2 separate regions of the Rattus norvegicus genome follow, and region 2 is linked to region 1. A link is a contact called in public Hi-C data. All regions are on one chromosome and are shown on one strand. Each heading gives the region's core, a stretch centred on a gene start, on an enhancer-like site or on the middle of the called end of the contact. The rest is flanking DNA. Distances are from core to core; before and after follow the strand shown. Region 1 holds the start of Ythdf2 (YTH N6-methyladenosine RNA binding protein F2). Region 2 overlaps Phactr4 (phosphatase and actin regulator 4).

The links. A called contact is a pair of places that touch in the nucleus more often than the background predicts.
Region 2: a Hi-C map of Schwann cells shows a contact between it and region 1, with 4 times the contacts expected there. The contact joins the enhancer-like site here to the promoter of Ythdf2 in region 1. A contact is called at or near these places in 2 of 12 Hi-C or Micro-C datasets (Schwann cells and mammary epithelial cells).

Annotation. Positions count from the first base shown.
Region 1 is chr5:149,686,916-149,693,470 of GRCr8, forward strand. Ythdf2 (YTH N6-methyladenosine RNA binding protein F2) reads right to left here and starts at 3,143. Exons shown (of 5, transcript NM_001047099.2): 1 at 2,795-3,143; 2 at 2,334-2,358; 3 at 1,646-1,725. The coding sequence starts at 2,821.
Region 2 is chr5:149,885,335-149,892,090 of GRCr8, forward strand. All of the region lies in intron 2 of Phactr4 (phosphatase and actin regulator 4), which reads right to left. Among named protein-coding and RNA genes, the nearest start is that of Phactr4, 16 kb to the right of the region's middle. Within about 2 kb of position 3,812, at least 13 of the 93 cell types and tissues checked have an H3K27ac peak or open chromatin away from gene starts, as enhancers often do. A contact at or near this core is called in Schwann cells, where this site is marked.

The DNA of each region.
Region 1 (6,555 bases), core at 1,893-4,392:
TTAAAAGCATGAGGTACAATACCCAGCTATGTGAATTAGTCTTAATAATATAACACAAGAACACAAAACACACCCACACTTCTTCAAGGTCTATAACCACACATTATTTTAAAACAAAATTTTTAAAAAGTCATTAAGCTTCAGCTTCTCTAAGAAAAACAAAATGTTCTTACTAGCACAGATTATGCCAAGACATAGGTGAATGGCTATACTCAAAGTAGCAAGTTCACACACGCCACAGAGCTCAAAAATCTGAATTACACAACACTTTATAAGAACTACCTAGAATGGGTTCTAAATGCTCCCACTCAGTAACAATGATTAGGAAAGCAAACTACACCATTAGTAGCAACTATTAATATTTCATTCCTCTATTTCTGTCTCTGCTTTTTTTGACTGGCTGTTTGGCCAGTGTGGAAACTCTTGCCAATCACTTCCTAGATAGTTTTTGTACTCTCAATGTGAAAATCTTAGATAGGCTCAAAAATCTTACCAAACAATCAGGTCCAAATCTGAACACATACACAATGTCAAGTCACTAAAAACCAGCTATATTTCTTTCCTACAGAATAGGTTAAAATTTGTATGTAAACGTTCCACTCCTTGAACTTTTTTTTCCGGAGCTGAGGACAGAACTCAGGACCTTGAGCTTGTCTAGCAAGCGCTCTACCACTGAGCTAAATCCCCAACCCCTCCTTGAACTTCTTAATTTATGCTGTAGCATCTTAAAATCAAAATCTTCAATTCTTTTGGGTACATTTATCTACAGACTTAATGTTAACTAAAATTTTGTGGCTGTCTTGAGATGGAGAAACAAAGTTGGTGAATCTATTTCAATACCTACAGTTCATATCAGGAGTATCTAAATACATATGCAACTAATCTTCCCATCAAAAATAATAAATGTGTCTCAAACTTTTCTTGGTGGCAATGGGGACTATGCTAAAGGACACACTGATGCAAAAACCCTCTACCATTGACCCCTACCTGCAACTGTTATCATTATTGGTCTAAGTGTCAACAGTTCGACAGTGTTTTAACCTCCTTGAACTCCATTTCCTAAACACATCAGCCAAAAGAGCTAGGAACGAGGTTGTTCTCTATGGACACTAAATAACAAAAAAAAAAAAAAAAAAAAAAATCAAACGAGCAAGCATCATACTGTCTCATATGAAATAGTTTTAATACACAAAGAGCCTAATTAGAGACCAAAGGGATGATGGTTTTGTATAGGTGAAGTTCAAGTGATAATTCACTAGATTTTCCTCCCATTATCATCCCAGTTTTCCTAAAAAAAAAAAAAAAAAAAAAAAAAAGGTTTTGTTTTCTTTAGAGCTCAAGCTAAACACTGGTCAACATTCTTAAGTTCTGCACTGATCCATTCCTGGCAAACTAGGGGCAATTACTCATGCCAGTGTTATCGCTCTTATACAACGAATGTTATCAGTACTACGGTTTCAGAGCACACGATTTCTTGACCACACAGCGTATGCTTCCAATAAATATTCCATATAACAAGTTAGTAAGTTATATTAGGAGAGTCAACCACCCCCCAACACAATAGTGAGACTTACTGATAGGGCAGAGAATGTCTAACAGTACACTGTCCCCTCAGATCCTCAGATAATAAAGATCAACTACTCACCGGCCTTGCCTGTGGGCTCAAGTAAGGTTCGAAATCATCATCATTTAGACCATCCTTTTGATGCACAGAACCATTTTGTACTAGAGGGGAAAAGTCAAATTAGTAATGCCCTGGTCTGACAAACTCCCTTCCAAATCCATCAATTTACATCCTCCCCAAGAAGAAACTATGCTAGTTCAGAGAGCCACTTAGTTTGAAGCTCCGGGGGAGTGGGGGGGAACGGACAGATAACGATGGGCGCCAAGGCTAAAGCAAGATTCAACAGTAAAAAGTCTCTCCACCCCAGAGCAAGCCGATCTTTTTAAAAGGTCAGTTTATTGGCTCCTTCGAATTTCAATTCCCTCCGGCTTTCTCTACCCCCTTTCACATGTGAGTTACTTCCAGAAAGTGATCCGCGAGGAGGAAAAACAAAGGCCTCCTAAGACCTACGGGAAACTAAGGACCTGGTGCTTTTCAAAATGCATTCCACCCCCACCCGCTCATGAATTACTCGTTGTTAACGAAAAAGCTACACGCCAGCTGCAGGAACACACCAAAAGGGTCGAACAACCCGCGCGAGGCACCTGCGAACTGAGCGGCTTCGGAATGGTCCTTTCCCCGGGGCACGTCCCCGAGACACCGCCCCCACTGCCCGGCGTACCCCCCCCCCAACATCCCGGCCGGCGGTCACCGGCGGAGCGGGGCTTACCTTTGTTTCCTTGACCTTTTGGTCTCTGCGAGAGGAGGGGACGTCGCCGAGCAGCAAGTCGTCCGGGAAGAAAACGGAAAGGGAAAGACAAATGAAAGCAGGGCCCGAGCCGGGAAGAAAGGAACAGGCCTGGGGGGCACGCGTGGTGAGGGGAAGGCGGGGAAGAGCGCTAGGCCGGCGAGTCAGCGGGGCAGCGCCGGCAGCGACACGAGGGAAGGAGAAGGAAACGAGGAAGGGAAGCCCTGGCCGCTAATGGGACGGAGCGCGGCGCGGCGAGCGAGGCCTGGGGAGGAGCGGGAAGAGCGGGCCAGGCGGGGAGGCTCAGGGCGCGGCCGGCCTGAGGCCCGAATCCCGACCCGCGAGAGGCGACGCCGCGGCCCGGCCCGGAGCGGCGGGCCCGGGCCTAGTCGGGCCCCATCTCGCCTCACACAATGGCCGAGACATGCGGGCTGGGCCTGTACCTGCTCCAAGAGGCTGCTGGCCGACATGGCTCTCGGATCCTCACTGGTAACGTCGGTGGCGGACTCCTCGTCAGCACGGCGGCGGCGGCGGATGAGCCCCGGCGGCAGGAGCAGAGGGCGCGGCGGCGGCTTTTGTCCCTGACACTCGGAGCCTCGGCGGACGCAGCGGAGACACAGCGCGCGGCTCGGGCTCCGGCTCCGATTCAGCGACGCTCTAGCCGGACAGCTCAACGCCCGTCTCTATGCTCTGGCGCGCGCGCCCGCCTCTCACAGCCGGGATGTGGGAGCCGAGCGGCAGAGACGGGCGGCGCGCGCGGCGCGAGCGCTGACTCTCACATTCACTAACCCACGCGGAAGGGGCCCGGCGCGGAGCATCTCGGGAAGGTAGAATCGTGCCCGTGACGCCCTCTGGTGGGCTGGAGGAGCGGAAGCGGCGCGCGCGGTCTCTCCGCCCCCACCGCCACTACTTTGGGCCTAGGAGCCCTGAGTGGCCGGGGTCGCGACTGGAGTTTTTTAAGAAACGTGCAGAGGAAAATTGCTTTGTCTTAAGAAAACACGCAGAAGCGCGTTTCTTAATGTTGCAGAGGCTTCTGCTACTTGCGAGACTTGAGCCCTAATTCATAACTGCATTTGCTAACTCTCCCCCAATTTGAAAAGGAACCAGGAGAGAGATCTTAAGAGCTCACCGAGAAAACTTCACGGAGGTCCGCCCAGAAGACACCAGCGCCCTTCCTTAGGACTTTTGTCACCTTTCTTCCTCAGGGACTTGAAAAAAGCACCCAGGAGCACCACTTCCACTAAATATTAAAAAGCCCGCCGCCATTGCCCTGTACACAAGACATTTACTCCTTTGGCATTTGAGGGGAAAAAAAAAATAGACAGTCCCTTTGCAGAGCAGTGACCCCAAAATAATCTAGTAAACTCTGGACTTTATTTCCAAGAAAAAGACACCTCACACGTGTGCACACAATGTTGCACATACTTCCACGGAGTCTGTCAGACCTTAAGAGGAAATATTCTTGATCTGAGGACAGGAAAATGAACACTATTCCAGGACGTGCTGTGTGCAGGGCTTTGCCATTAAGTGCTTTCTGACACATTAATCTTAGAGACTCTCAAGTTCAAAGTGGCTACCAACCGGTGTTAGAGCTGGGGAGATCGAGATTAAGCATGCTGTGGAAGTTACCAAGCTATTAAATAGATCCCTGCTTTTGACCCGAAGAAGAACATAATGTCACCGTACAACAGCTCGAAAAGAAATCATCTATTCGTGAACTAAGATCCAGAAGAGATCCAAAGGATGAGCAAAGACTTTTTGTTTGTAGGGGGTTTTGGTTAGTTTTTTGAGACAGGGTGCCTCTAGGTGTCCTTGAACTCACTAGGTAGACCAGGCTAGCCTTGAACTCATATTTCTGCCTGCCCTTGCCTCCGAAATGCTGTTATCAAAGGCATGCACCATCCAAATGCACTTTAAAAAAAAAAAAAAAAACATTTATTTTATTTATATGAGAACACTGTAGCTGTCTTCAGACACACCAGAAGAGGGCATCGGATCTCATTACAGATGATTGTGAGCCACCATGTGGTTGCTGGGAATTGACTCAGGACCTCTGGAAGAGCAGTCAGTGCTCTTAACCACTGAACCATCTCTCCAGCCCCCTAAATGCACTCTTAATCATCATCATCACTGTACAGGGATATTTAATAGTAGGTTTTGTTATTGCAAATAGCAGACACCTGAGCAATGCGATATTGTTAACCTAACACCATCTGCTCGCTAGATAGAGAAGGTTTTGATTTGACAGACTCAGGAGGAAAAGGCCAAGATTCTTGGATTTTACTTCATAAGTCGCTCAGAGTGCAAAAGCATTTCTTTTCTGCTGATACTCACATTTACGGCTTAAGTGAACTCGATCAGGCACCAAAGTTGAAGAACTCTTAGTAAAATGTCCCATCTCAGAGTGGAGATCCCGCTAATTGAATGAGAGAAGCCTAATGCTTTTTATGAACGATAAGTAGCGGGTCACCTCCCGGCCCAGATTTGTATATAAACTGTATCAGCAATAGCTTACGCTTGGAGGCAGCATGGTTTTGCAAAAAGAGAATTAGACTGGAAATCATCCCCTGAGAGCAAGAGAGAGTGTAAACACTGGTCTCCCGAGTCCAGGTACAACACTAGGAAAATTATTACACCTGTCCCAGATTCCCTCCTTTAAGAAAGAAGATAATACCTCCTGCCCACCAAGTTTGTCCCAAAAAAATAAAGGTTAAAAAAAATTGAAAGCAAAAGTAAATGAATAAGTTGAAAACATTTGAAAATGTCAGGTATGCTGTAGGTTCCTTTTGTGTGGGGGTGGGAGTGCTTCTGACAGCTTCTTCGGGTACAGGGAACCTTGATTACCTCCTGTGAGAGCACCTCTTCTGCAGGAGCTCCTGGGTTAAACGCTAAAACCCCCTTGTGGGTAGAGTAATGCTAACCCTGGGTTTGTTTAGCAGATTGGTTTCACAGACTCCTAAATAAACATACCAAACCGATATGTTTAATCCCTGAGAAGCAGGAAGGGAAGGCTGGAGTGGTTGGTAGTATTTTTAGGGCTTGGAGACTATGACACGGGAACTGAGTTTAGGTTCTAGTGCAGGCTCCCCACTGGAGCGTTTTAACAGCATCCACTGAGCGCTCAGCAACGTGCTAGGGAGAAAGGCTTACGATTCACTTTCCCTTGGCGTTTATAGACTAGTTAAGGACATTGAGACCATGCAAATAGTTATTCAAAGTGACTCAATTATAGCTGTGCAAAGTGCAATGAGGAAGTACAGGCAAATGGCCTCTTGAGAAGAGCGTGAAAGTTCTCACTGAGGAGTGAGCTATAATGCAGACTTGAAGGACCAAGAGTTATTGGCCAGACAAGGAAGGAAACTAGCAAGGAGACACGATGTGCAAAGACCCTAAATGAGGAAGAGGCAGGCAGCAGCAGGGCTGATAGGAGGTTGCCATGGCTGGCTCATCACGACAGGGTGGGTGGAGAATTTAAGCAGAAAAGCCGCAAGGACCTCATTCTTTTGCTACAAATTTTGATTAGCCAGTAAGAGGTTAAAAGTATACTAAGTCCCAGTGCACTGTGGGAAAAGAGGGATTAGGGATTAAAAGATCATGACACTAAATCTAGGCCAAAAATAACAGCAGCAAATTCAGTGTAGACTAACTTGTAGGCACAGTAGAAATCTAACCAGCCATGGTGGGCCATGCCTATAACACCGTCCTCAGGAGGGAGAGGCAGGATCCTTCAGGGGCAGCCTTGCCTGCATGAGAGTCTCTCTAAAATCCACAGGGACTGGAGAGAATCTGGTCTCCATACACACACATACACAAATAAAAACAAAATAAAATTTGCCAAGTGTGGTGGCACACCACCATATCCTTAAATCCGTGAGTTCAAGGACAGCCTGATCTACACAGTGAGTTCTAGGACATCCAGGACTATGTAGAGAAACCCCGTCTAGAAAAACAAAACAAGGGGCTGGAGAGATGGCTCAGTGGTTAAGAGCACCTGACTGCTCTTCCAGAGGTCATGAGTTCAATTCCCAGCAACCACATGGTGGCTCACAACCATCTGTAAAGAGATCCGATTCCCTCTTCTGGTGTATCTGAAGACAGCTACAGTGTACTTATATATAATAAATGAATAAATCTTAAAAAAAAAAAGAAAAACAAAACAAAAAACAAAAAGAAGAAATAAATAAACTTTAAAATAATAAACTAT
Region 2 (6,756 bases), core at 2,562-5,061, 200 kb after region 1:
ATTACAATAAAAGAGATTAGTCATTTAATGAAAAAACACAACCTTATAAAATCCCATGGAAGAGCCAACTGAACTCTATTAAGGAGCCCGGAGATGTCAATGATGTCTAGAAACTGGGCAGACAGAATGGAGGACCCACTGCAGGGTTTTGCAATGTGCGGAATGTTTCCTAACTGGAGCAGTCACTGCCTGTGACTCAAAGGGATGACGATTAACCATGGCTGCTCCCGCCTTCCTTCTCTCTCTCATAACGATTCACAATTCAGCTGGCTCACACGCTGTCTGCAAGTAAAGGAGACAGGAAATCTGTGTAGAACCGGCCCTCGGTCACTTTCGTATCTGTGAGCACAGTAACTGTTTGAGAATAGCCACGGCACCTGAGAAAGCTAGTCAGGAACTTCTAGCAAGGATTCAGGTTCAGGGGCATTCCTTTCCGGCTCATATGCAGAAGAACCCATCCTTTATTCTCTCCTAAATAAAGCGTCTGAGTAATGAACACCTGGTACCGCTGTGAGTCAACAGTAATTCCTACAGAATAGCTCAGGCTGACTGGGTGAATGTGTCTATCACACTCGCTCCCGCTGGTGATTCAAGTGCGCTTTGCTGATTTCATATACAAAATAGCCCTCCCTTTAAAACCTTCAATTTTCTAGAGCCACAGGAAATAGGGGGTGGGGGGGGTATAATTAAAACTTTCCATAGAACTTTTAAAGTCAAAGAGAAAATTACGTTTTATATTATACGCCTTTGCTTCCAAGTTTCATTTTAAAAGCAGAACCAAATGTATGCATGCCTTAGGAAAACAGCCCGTGAAATCAGGAAAGTTCAGACAACCTGCACCTATGCTTCTGTCTAGCTAAAGCAGCCAGTATAATTCTCTTTTGACTTTTCTGAAAAGCTTCATGAGTGCTGTGGATAAATATGAATCCCAAAACACAGAACCTTCCAAGAAACAAGCTTGGTGATTGTTATTTCAACCTAAGAGCTATTTCTTCTCATGAAGAATCCTTAAAGAAGCATGATCCCACGGGGTAGTGACTTATGCCTGTCAGTCCCAGCAGTGCAGAGGCTGAGGCCAGAGGATTGCTCTGAGTCTGAGGCTAGTGTGAACCATAGAGTGAGATTCTATCTCAAAAATATATCAAGGGCTGGGGATTTAGCTCAGTGGTAGAGCGCTTACCTAGGAAGCGCAAGGCCCTGGGTTCGGTCCCCAGCTCCGAAAAAAAGAACCAAAAAAAAAAAAAAAAAATATATATATATATATATATATATATATATATATATATATATCAAACAAATAGCAGTGGGCACACATCTTTAATCCCAGTATTCAGGAAGCAGAGGCAGGCACATCTCTGTGAGTTAGTTCAAGGCTAGCCCAGTCTACATAGGGAATTCCAAGATAGCCAGGGCTACACAGAAAAGCCCTGTCTCGAAAACTCAAAATAAATGAATAGAAAATAAACAGAATCCAATAACCATTAAGCACTCATACTTCCTGCTCCCTGGCTTAGGCACCAGGAACCTAAAGGTGCCCACCTCAAAATCTAAGGAAGGGCTGCGCAGTGTTTGATCATGACTGTGAAGTTGACGGACAGAGAATCACCACGAAAACCCACCTCAGGTTTTACTTAGAAAGTATTTCCAGAAAGGTTTAACTAAGGCTGGCGAATGGTTTGCTATGTAAGCCTAGAGACCTGAGTTTCACCTCTAGAATCTACGTAAAGGTGTAGAAAAAGAACCAAGGCCACAAAGTTGTCCCCTGACTGCCACGTGGGTGCAGTTGCATGCACACTCCCACATACAGTAAATTAATGAATAAATGAACGTTAGGAGAGCACTCACACTATGCATGGGCTAGTGTCCTGGGCTGAAGAGAAAATAGAGACTAGTGAGGTGGCTTAGCAGGCAAAGGCACCAGGCTGCTAAGCCTGATGACCTGCGCTCAATACCTAGACGGGAGGGGAGGAGAGACTCCAAGCTCTCTTCTGATACCTCAGATGCATACACACTCACATAATAAATAAAGCAAGCTGGGCAGTGGTGGCACACACCTTTAATCCCAGGACTCAGGAGGCAGAGGCAGGTGGCTCTCTGAGTTTGATGCCAGCCTGGTTTACAAACTGAGTTCCAGGACAGCCATGGGAAAAAAAATCAAATGAAATAAATTTTAAAAAACTTCTTTTAATGTATTTAACTTTATTTTATATGCACTGGTGTGAGGGTGTCAGATCCCCTGGAACTGGAGTTACAGACAGTTGTAAGCCACCATGTGGGTGCGGGGAATTGAACCCCAGTCCTCTGGAAGAACAGCCAGTGCTCTTAACTCTTGAGCCATCTCCCCAGCTCCACATATTTGTTAAAAAGTGAAAACTCCGGGCATGATGACACACACCTTCAATCGCCACACTCAGGAGGCAGAGGCAGGTAGATACCTGGGAGTTCGAGGCCAGTTTGGTCTACAGGGAGCTCCTGGACAACTGGGCCACAGAGCAGCAGCACTCTTCCTTTCCTGCTTCCCAGCTGAGATGCCAGGCAACTACTTCACACTCCTGCTGCTGGGCCCTCTCACCCACTCAGGGCAGACCCCACTGAACTGTCCACGAAACCCATCCTTCCTCCCCTAAGGTGCTCCTTTGGTCTCAAGAAGAGAAATTGCTCTAAACACAAGTCTGTAAAGACAATGGGCTGAAGTGCTCCTTTCTCCCTCTCAAAGACAAGGTCTCGCGTCTCCCAGGCTGTCCTCAGAGTCCCTAAGAAGACCTTTCACAGCTCAGTATGCATGGTATGAGAGCAGATCCGCAGGCTCTGAGTCCACCAGCCAGACCATCCACCAGCTGAGCTGCAACCCCAGCTGACAAGGTAATTCCTTCAGGATTTACTGATCTGGTTCAAACTTTCTTTTTCTTTTGTGAAAAGCTTTCTATTAATTCTGGGTTCAACAGGATGTGTGCGATGCTTTAGAGCACAATGTCTCTGTGTATTTAGGACAATAATCTCAAGCCTGGTTCTGTTCTGATTCTGTCCCTTTCTATGTAGCCCAGGAAGGTCCGGAGCTTTCAATCCTCGCAGTGCTGAGATTACAGACAGGTAACACCAAGCTCACACTGGCTACAACCATGTTTTTGTGCTGGAGATCAATCCATTCCCTTGTATATGCTAAGCAAGTGTTCTACCACTGTGCTGTCAGCTCAAGCTCCGCCCCCTTTCTAATCCATAGATAGCTCCTCCCAAGGCCCTCTCAGTTCTCTTGCTTCAGCCTTTCAAGTTTCAGGACTACAGACATGTGCCACGTCCACAAACAGTGACCTCCAGAATATAAGTATACAGTCCTGGTGGCGCATAATATACTATATAGTATACAGTAATCTATAACCCAGGCACTTGGAAGTCTGAGGCATGTGAATCAAGCATTCAGAGATCCTGACCTTGTGTGGAATTTTCACAACTCTCCCACATCTACCCTTATCTTTAGTGCTGCTGACCCTTGGAGCTATGATACATTTCTCCGGGTCTAACTCACACAGCCATATGCTGTTCCCTCCGTCTTTTCTTTCTGATCTGTCCAGCTGCCGGTCTCTAGCCTCCAGGGCACATTACTTCCTTGAGCCTTTTCATTCCTCCGTCTGCATTAGATCCTCGTCTCGTCAGTTATGGGGAGTCTCTGGGGAGTGTGCTCTGCCTCCAGCTGCACTGCCACCTTGGCTGCAATCATCTGTGTACTTGTCTCTTTCTTGTTGGACTGTACATTCCTTGACAGTAGGAACTGCGGCTGGGAGTGCTGGCCCTGTCTAACCGCAGGCTGAGGCAGAAACACTGCTGTTTGTTCAAGAGCGGCCTGGGCTGCATGCAGAGATGTGAAGGCCAGGGCTAGGGCTAGACGCTGAGCGTCTTCCTGGATCACCTCCGCCTCATCTTATGAAACTATAAACTAATAAGTAAACAAACAAACAAGGGGGGACTGTCTCAACAGCCTCATAAAATAGCATAATACACACACAGTATACTATGGCATTCAAAAAACACTTGGGGACCAGTAGATGGCTTACTGGGTAAAAGGGCTCGCTAAAGCTGACTCTCATCCCCAGGACCCACATGGGAAAAGGAGAGAATCAACTCTCTTGAGTTATGGCTGATTTAAATTACAAAATGTGCATAGGCCTAGAAATTATGAACACATAATATCACTGATCAGTTGTGTAAAAAGGAACAAAAAAGACAACATAATTGAGATTATTTTGCTAGTGCACTTTATGTGTTATAAATTAGTGGGCTGGAGGGATGGTTCAGTGGTTAAGAGCACTGACTGCTCTTCCACAGGTCCTGAGTTCAAATCCCAGCAACCACATGGTGGTTCCCAACTATCTGTAATGAGATCTGCTGTCCTCTTCTGGTGTGTGAAGACAGCTACAATGTACTCACATACATTAAATAAATAAATCTTTAAAAAAAAATTAGCTTCCACATGAGACATAGGTTATTATAAATAGTTTCCATGAGTTATATGTTATTGTAAATTAGTTTTCACACAGGCTTACAGCACTAATAATTTACCTATGTGCATATGATGCAGGTATATGGAAGTCAGAGGTAGATGTTGGGTGTATTCTTCAATCACTCTCCACCTTATTTTTTGAGACAAGTTCTCTCACTGGGACCTGGTGCTCCCCAATTAGGTTAGGCTGGCTGGACAGAGAGCCTCAGGGATCTGCCTGTCCCTACCTCCCCAATGCCCGGATTACAACAAGGCATCACACCTGGCTTTTTTGCATAGATTCAGAGAGTTTAAACTCTTTTTTTTTATTTTTATTTATCTAATGTATATTACAGATGGTTGTAAGCCACCATGTGGTTGCTGGGATTTGAACTCAGGACCTCTGGAAGAGTTATCAGTGCTCTTAACCTCTGAGCCATCTCTCCAGCTCCCGATTCAGAGAGTTTAAAGTAAGTCTTTACCAACTGAGCTAATTCCCTAGCTTCACAACTACTTTTATTTGTTTAAAAAGTTAACTTTATCTGACATTAACAATTCCAAATCTCTTTAATCCCAGCACTCAGGAAGCAGAGCAGGCAGATGTCTGTGAGTTCAAGGCCAGCTTGGTCTATATAGGGAGTTCTAGGACAACCAAGAATACACAGAGAAACCCTGTCCCAAAAAATAAAAACAAACAAAAAAGTCCATTATCTCTTTCTTTTTTTTTTAATTTTATTTATTTTATGTATATGAGTACACTGTAGCTGTCTTCAGACACACCAGAAGAGGGCATCAGACACCATTACATATGGTTGTGAGCCACCATGTGGTTGCGGGGAATTGAACTTCTGGGAGAGCAGTCAGTGCTCTTAACCACTGAGCCGTCTCTCCAGCCCAAGCCCATATCTCTTTTTTTTGTTTTTTTTTTTTTTTTTTTGGTTCTTTTTTTCGGAGCTGGGGACCGAACCCAGGGCCTTGCGCTTCCTAGGTAAGCGCTCTACCACTGAGCTAAATCCCCAGCCCCCTTTTTTTTTTCCATATCTCTTAAGACCTTAAATTGTATCTTTTTTGTGTGTGTATGTGGATCCAAGTGCATACTGACATATGCTTGCAGGCCATAGGTCAGTACTGGGTATTTTCTCAGTCACAGTACAATTGATCTGGAACTCACTGACTCAGCTGCACTGGATGCCTAGCAAGACCCAGAGATCACATGTCTCTACCTGGCCAGGCCTGGGATTACACAGGCACTATGCTTGGCCGTCAGATGAGCTGAGGTCTGAACTCATGCTCTTATGCCTATGCAGCGAGCACCTTGCCACTGAGCTATCTAACCCCAGGCCCCTGAAACACTACCCTATTCTTTTCCTTTTTCCCTTTAAGGCAGATGGGGCAGTGTGCCAACGAAAATTTGATGAAAGAATAAATCCAGTCAGTCAAGGATCCAACGACCCACCGTTACCACTCGATGGAGGTTAGGACACTAACCAGCCTTCATCGTACCCAATGTTAAAGCACATACTGTGTGCGTGTGATGAGATTATAAGCAGAAGCAGAGGGCACGCGCCTTTGTATGTTCTGTACTAAGTCAAACTACTCGTCTTTTAAAGAATGTCTCTTCAGAGCTGGAGAGATGGCTCAGCAGTTAAGACCACTGACTGTGGGGTTGGGGATTTAGCTCAGTGGTAGAGCGCTTGCCTAGCAAGCACAAGGCCCTGGGTTCAGTCCCCAGCTCTGAAAAAAAGAAAAGAAAAAAAAAAAAAAAAAAAAAAGACCACTGACTGCTCTTCTGGAGGACTGAAGTTCAATTCCCAGCAACCACATGGCAGCTCACAGCCATCTGTAACTCCAGTCCCAGGAGATGACACTCTCTTCTGGCCTTTGAGAGCACTGACATGTCTGTGGTAGGCAGACATATATGCAGACAAAACAGCCTCATACACAAAATAAATCCTTAGCCTTGAAACCAAATTAACACCCCCAAACAAAAAAAAATCTTAAGAAATTTTTATTTTCCAATTAACTCATTAGTAGTAATTTTTCATGTGCTTGTATTTGTACTTATGTATAGGTGCACATGCCTGCATTACACATGTTTATACAGATTCATGTGAAGACTCAAGGACAATCTCATGTGCCGTCATCCAGAACACTGCCCATCTCCTTTCACTGACTTAGAGCTCACTGCTTAGGCTAGCCTGGCTAGCCAGGGAGTCCCCAAGGATCGACCTGCTTCTGCCTCCCCAGCACTGGGGTACAATCACTTATCACGATGCCCACCA